Regions from separate parts of the Rattus norvegicus genome. Here region 1 is linked to region 2. The links are chromatin contacts, called in public Hi-C maps. All regions are on one chromosome and are shown on one strand. The core of a region is the stretch at or near the end of the contact, and the rest is flanking DNA. Distances in the headings are between cores, read along the strand shown. Region 1 overlaps Il17ra (interleukin 17 receptor A). Region 2 overlaps Kdm5a (lysine demethylase 5A).

Region 1 (3,243 bases), core at 214-2,713, 41 kb after region 2:
GGTGGGGTTTGTCACTGTCAGCTGGGCCATCTTCACCATAGGCATCAGTGCTCCACAATGAAAACTTTCTTTCATTATGCAAAATGCAGGCAGTACCCCACTGCCATCTGGGCTTTGGATGCTGCCCGGGGTGGTACCCTAGTGCACGTAACTATGCCTGTCCCATTCATCTTGTCACAGGATCAATGGTGCTGGCTTGGCTTTGGAGTGTTTGCTTGTTTACCGGTTTGTTTTTCGTCTGTGAGAAGTTTTTTTCTATGCTAGATATAGAACCCATGGCTTAGACTCAGTAGATAAATCACACTTCTGAGCCACAATCCCAGCCCCTGGTTTTTTGTTTTTTCTTTTATCCGGAGCTGGGGACCGAACCCAGGGCCTTGCGCTTGCTAGGCAAGCACTCTACCACTGAGCTAAATCCCCAACCCACCCTGGTTTTGTTTTAAGGATGAGGCATATACTTTAAGTGTCAGTGCTAATTAGGGGCCATGACAAATAAAAATAAGGAAGCTCTCACTGCTGCCCCTCCCTCCTGTGCCCCATTTCCAATGGCTGCCTCTTTTCAAAACCCTGCTCCCTAAACTTCTTGGAAGAGCTTTGTGAGCACCCCAGAGCAGTGTTAGAAAAGGGTGGTCTGGGCCGAGAGCCTGCCCAGGTCACCGCTGGAAGGCTACAAACAGCTGAGACCTGGAACATGTTGGAAGTCACTGCAGGTCTCCGGAGGGGCTTGGCTGCAGGTCTGATGGTTCTCCTCAATAGGTACTTGCCTGGATGACAGCTGGATTTACCCTCGAAACCTGACGCCGTCTTCCCCGAAAAACATCTATCTCCATCTGAACGTTTCGTCTACCCAGCACGGAGACCTAGTCCCTGTGTTGCACGTTGAGTGGACCTTGCAGACAGATGGTGAGTGGCCACATCAGCCAGTGCCTGGGTTTGCCCTTGGGAAGAGACCACCACAGCTCCTGTTTGGTACTGGGAGGCTCCATCATTTACACAGCAAGAACTTTTCTAGCATTAGATGTGTGCTTAGAGTGTCTTCTGTTCACACTGTCTTTATGAAAGGCCTTTCCTTGCATCAGCTTTTGATTACATGGGGAAAAAAAAGCAAGTGTTTAATTTTACTAATAATTCTAAATATTTGATAGAAAAAAAATGTTTTCCAGCTCCCTTTTCTCTTAGCTAAGGAGCCAGAACTTTTCCAAACACACTCCAAGCCACTTCAGGGGTGATTAACTGCAGAATTTCTGAACAGAGCCAGCCCCAGATCTGTGAAGGGGCAACAGTAACTGCTCTCTGTAGCTCCTTAGCTGGTATCCTGGCTACCCTCCGGCAGCCTCTGGGAGGATGAACATGATCCTACCTTAGCACTGTGTCCTGTTGCCAGGGCTCTGGCCACATGGCTGCTTTATGCTATAGACTGTCCCTTGTTCCACTAGGAGGTACTTTCTGCAATGCCTAAGGAGGGGAAGTGGGGGTTAGGCAAGAGGACAGATGGGGAAGAGCCACACCCTGGCAGGGGGTTGGTCTGCAACTGTGTTCCCCTTTCCTTCCTGGCCTGCAGCCAGCATCCTGTATCTCGAGGGTGCAGAGCTGTCCATCCTGAAGCTGAACACCAATGAGCAGCTGTGTGTCAAGTTCAAGTTTCTGTCCAAGCTGTCGAATCATCATAAGCGGGTAAGGAGACAGCTTCATTGGACTGTGTTCCCAAGTGACACCAGTACAGGCTTCTTTCCCAAAGGTACACTTAACGGAAAGGGTGCGGGTGCTGCTATGAGCCATAGTGAGGGACAGAGCCTGTCACTCCTACTTCTTATCATTCCTTCCACTTGCCCAAGGCACTCTACAAGGCCGGTTCACTCTCACGGGCCTCTGTGTGTGTGTGAGTGTGTGTGCGCGCACATGCATGCATGCATGCATGTGAATGGCATGGCCATGTACTGATAGAATTTTTAAACAGACATAAAGACAAAGATAGCATGCCTCTAATGTGAGGTTCTGTGGTTATCGTTTTATCCTTTTGTTTGTTTGCTTGTTGGCTGATTATGGGAAAGTGTGACCTTGGAACTTTGGACACAATGGATAAAGCATTGCATGACCCATCCCATCACCTCTCTTCCTCAGTGGCGGTTCTCCTTCAGTCACTTCGTGGTAGATCCTGGCCAGGAGTATGAGGTGACTGTTCACCACCTGCCCAAGCCCATCCCTGACGGGGACCCAAACCACAAGTCCAAGACCATCTTAGTGCCTGGTAAGTGCCTTCTAAGCATTCACTCGGTGCCGGGCTCTGGGTGAAGAAAGCAGCAGGAGGCTCAGACAGCAGAGGCTGCAGATCCAGAGCCTGGGTGCCTCCAGCTGAGGCCAAAGCCCGTATGTCCTGAAGGCAGTTTGTCCTCTGTTCTCTGGAGAGACCCCTGACTGTGTTGGCAACTAGAGTCCCTTCCTCTGTGCTGAAAAGTAGTTTCCATCCCAGAAAATGCCAGATCCCTGAAGGGTGGTGGCCTGTGCACTCAGCCTGGACAGGTTCCCTCAGTTTGCTCACTTCCCCTGCCTCCCTCCTGCCTTTGACTAGCACCCACCCTACACATCCTACTCTCCCCCACCAGTCCATGCTGTCTGTGATCGCCATCTCACTTAGGGACTATCAGCTCCGGTCCCTCTGTCTCTGCCTTTCCCAGAACCTTGACTATCACTGACGTCATTTCTCATTACACTCATTGTGGGCGGTCAGGAAAATTCGTTTTTTGTTTTATTGGTGGCTGTGGACCCTAGGCACACACACTGGGAAGTTAACCACATCCCAGCCCAAGAAATGCTTGTTAAAGATGGCAGGGACTCCTCACCTGAAGTGCACACTCGAATGAGTACACACACGCATGCTCACCTGCTTCCTTCCCACATATCCTTACGCTGACATGATACCAGATGCCATCAGTTTGCTTTTCTTTTCTTTTTTTTTTTTTTGGTTCTTTTTTTCGGAGCTGGGGACCGAACCCAGGGCCTTGCGCTTCCTAGGTAAGGGGTCTACCACTGAGCTAAATCCCCAGCCCCCATCAGTTTGCTTTTGCTGTTTTCTCTCTGTAAAAGTATCTTTTATTCGCCTGAAATAATTACCACTTCTGTCTGCTAACCTGGAAGCTTCTAGCCTCCGTACCTTCTAATCTAGGCCTAGGATGTTTTCTGCCTCTGAGACTTTCTACTTAAGAATCTCACACTGGGGATTTAGCTCAGTGGTAGAGCGCTTAC
Region 2 (3,423 bases), core at 82-2,581:
ATAGAATCTCAAATCCCACGAACTGCTGGTCATTTTTCTAATTCCCTTACAAGTTCCAAATACCCAAAACACTGATCTTCAGTTCACTTGAGGTCGTACTTTATACATTTTTACTTCCCTATGGCTCCTTTATGTTTACTTTATTCTGCAGCCTGTTACATCCTAGTTTTTCTCTGGTTACATCGGGATCTTTTCTTTATTTGTTTTGGGGGAGGGGGATGTTCTGTTTAGTTTTGTTTGAAACAGGGTTTCTCTGTATATCCCTGGCTGTCCTGGAACCCACTCTGTAGACCAGGCTGGCCTCAAATTTAGAGATCTCACTGTCTCTGCCTCCTGAGTGCTGGGATAAAAGGTGAGCACCGCCACTGCCTGGCTGTTATCAGTTTCATAACTATACTTTAAATGCTTTCTTCTGAGGCAAAACATCCAGTTAAAACCAAATAGAATTTAGTTTAGGTAGGAATAGTTAAGTTGCTCTGAATTTACAGGAAGCAATAGCATAGACAGCAGTAGTCTGAAATATGTAGAAATTATCTAGAATGTCTTACAGTCCACACTTAGTTCTTGGAGTATGTACTTTCCTTTGCTTAATAAACTTACAGCTTTGCCACAGTGATCCCAACACTCTGGAAGCTGAGACAGGAGGATCTCAAGTCTGAGCCTGGCAGAGTACTAGATGGAAGATTAAGTTGAGGCTAGCCTAGGCTACACAGTAAGACTATATGCTTGGGGGGAGGGAGGGACACACCTAAAGAATTTAATTACGGGGTAGAGGGGAAAGACAGATATTTAAGAACAATACAGATATTAAGAATGCTTAGAAGTGATAAAATATAATAAAAGCCAAATAGCAGGGTTTTTTAATACTTTTTCCATTCTCTATAAGCCCAAAACTTACTGACGTGACTGTTGTTTTACAAGCTATGGAAGCATTTTAAAACCACTCACTTTCCCCAAATAAAACATATTTACCTAGCCAAGGCTTCCTTTGTCCTTCTGGCTGTGTTAAGGGACTTTGATCCCTTCATAATTCTTTGCTCCATGGTCTGATAAAGCTTATGATTTTAAATGGCTTCCTGTATTACCACCACAGTAACCAGCCTTTGTATTGTGAAGGGGGATGCCCATATCTCTTGTTATCTTCATGATAGTTCTTGTCTAATATGACATTAAATATAAGATCATCTTCCAAACAGAAGAGCCTGAAGCTGCACTTTTCTACTTTACTATAGCGCCAAGGTTTTAAATCACCAAACTAAAGCCCTTTTGTGCCTCCTCTAGTTACTGTAGGGTCTGAAGGATCAGTGTTTGCCTGGCATCTGCCGCTGACACGTATCACTTTCTCAGACTAATTTTAAACCCCAGAGTTAATCTATTGACCTGTGTCTTTGACTGTTGTAATTGGTTAACTTGTAAGATTTGACCTCTGATATTTGCTAACTTTTTATAGGGAGTTGTATTTGTAACGGAAGAAGAGAAGAATAAAAAATAGTAGTTTTAAAAGTGGCCTATGTGACTGCTTTTCTAAAAAGGTATTTAATGCTCTTAGTACTTTGGCTTATCTCTTTGAAATAAAGCTAATCCACAGGATTGCCTCACATTGTTGTCCTCTTCCTTTCTTGATTGTTAATTGCATTATTTTAGAGCCTAGAAATTGTTAATATTAGCTAAAACTACTTGGCTGCTCTATTAGAAGTTTCTTTTTTGTTAAGTATTCCCCAATCATGTTTCTGCCTCACAAGGAACCCCGGGTATTCATGAGGTAATGGAGTACCTAAGAGGCCTAATTTTGTGGACACACTATGGTAAAATATAATTTGGGGGTATTAACTTCTCAGCTTCTTTCTTTGAAAAATAACCCCATAAGAAGTCATATCTATCTCTGGATATTCCAGTTGTTTGCTCTTCTTAATTCCAAGAAAGTTCTCTGGTTTGCTCTTAGTCTGGTCTTACTGTTGTAATACTAAACATTTCCCAATCTTTATCTCCTGCAGGTAGACTGGGTACAATGTGATGGTGGCTGTGATGAGTGGTTTCATCAAGTTTGTGTTGGTGTATCCCCAGAAATGGCTGAAAATGAAGATTACATCTGTATAAACTGTGCAAAGAAGCAGGGGCCAGATAGCCCAGGCCACGCACCACCTCCTCCCTTCATAATGAGCTACAAACTACCAATGGAGGATCTTAAAGAGACCAGTTAGCAGATGTTTGGTTAGCTTGCAACATGGGGGGAAGTGGACCACACTGAGACCTTACTCATCAAGCAGAGTGGTTCTCACCACTCAGAATGTTGTTTCCACAGATGAATGGACTTCAGAAGAAGTCCTCTTAGTGCTGGCTGCCTGTCTGCATGGACTGTGTGGGCTCCATTGCCTTATCTGTGCAGAGGATGGCTTCCCAGGTGCAGCAGCCAAGTATCTCAACTCCTGACTCCTTTGGGTGTGGTTTGCTGAGTTAAGGTCAGGTTCTAATGGAGCTCTCAGGAGGCTGTTCGGCACTAACACATTGATGTACTTAGTGGGGCATATGAGAAGTGGCTTTCAACCAGCTGGTGTTAGCTGTAGAAGGTTACAACTTAACGGTGGTGCCATGGGAAGGCCTGATTATTTGAATCTCCTTAGGGTAATTGGATAGGAGTCAGAGTACAACTCTGTCCGTAATTACTGACACACATGCCCTGCTGATCCAGTTAGGAGAAGCAGGCCAGAGTTATCCCTTCTAGAAGTCTTGGGGTGGCAGTGCAGTCTACGGACCTCAGCTGCTTGTGCTTATTTACCAATAAGAAAATTCTCCAGAAGAGCCCCTCACTTTCCTCAGGAAGGTTCAAAATCTGACTAGACTGGATTCTGGAAGGAAGGGAGGGGTTTTTTTGTTTTGTTTTATTTTGTTTGTTTTTTTTCTTACTTCAAGGCAAGTAGCCCATTGGTTTGAGAAGTCCGTCTGGGTCTGTGTTTTAGCGAAGAAAGGTAGGTGCACGGATCCAGGTTTCTGGAGGGAGTAGGGATGACAAGTGAGAACATTCTACTGAGCCTCAGTGATGCATGCTTATCTGGGAAACCCTCATTCACAAGTATTCCAGACTCCACCATGCTTCACGCATGGCCATGAGCAAGACTGGCAAATAACAGCTTTTGCCTTGCAGCCCTAACCCTAGTGCTTGTAGTTTCCAACATGGTCCCAGCAGATGTTGATGAATAACACCATGGCTTCATCAGAGGATGTGGGGCTGTAGGTCCTCTGGGTGTGAAGCTGTTCTAGTAAATCCGTTTTTAAAAAGAAAGACTTGTTTTTACTTTTTTCTAAATGTCTCTGACTACTGACTGTTCTATAGATTATTTTTCCTTTTTTGATATACATATATAAATATAGATATATATATATATATTTACTGTTACCAGCAGCGTATGATAGAGTTTGAGCATC

The links. A called contact is a pair of places that touch in the nucleus more often than the background predicts.
Region 1: a Hi-C map of liver shows a contact between it and region 2, with 2.3 times the contacts expected there. The contact joins two enhancer-like sites. A contact is called at or near these places in 3 of 12 Hi-C or Micro-C datasets (Schwann cells and liver).

Annotation. Positions count from the first base shown.
Region 1 is chr4:155,348,903-155,352,145 of GRCr8, forward strand. It overlaps Il17ra (interleukin 17 receptor A), which reads left to right. Exons shown (of 13, transcript NM_001107883.2): 3 at 757-903; 4 at 1,562-1,674; 5 at 2,122-2,248. Among named protein-coding and RNA genes, the nearest start is that of Il17ra, 11 kb to the left of the region's middle. Within about 2 kb of position 1,464, at least 7 of the 93 cell types and tissues checked have an H3K27ac peak or open chromatin away from gene starts, as enhancers often do. A contact at or near this core is called in liver, where this site is marked.
Region 2 is chr4:155,308,465-155,311,887 of GRCr8, forward strand. Kdm5a (lysine demethylase 5A) reads left to right here. Exons shown (of 28, transcript NM_001277177.1): 28 at 1,995-3,423. The coding sequence ends at 2,201. Among named protein-coding and RNA genes, the nearest start is that of Il17ra, 30 kb to the right of the region's middle. Within about 2 kb of position 1,332, at least 1 of the 93 cell types and tissues checked has an H3K27ac peak or open chromatin away from gene starts, as enhancers often do. A contact at or near this core is called in liver, where this site is marked.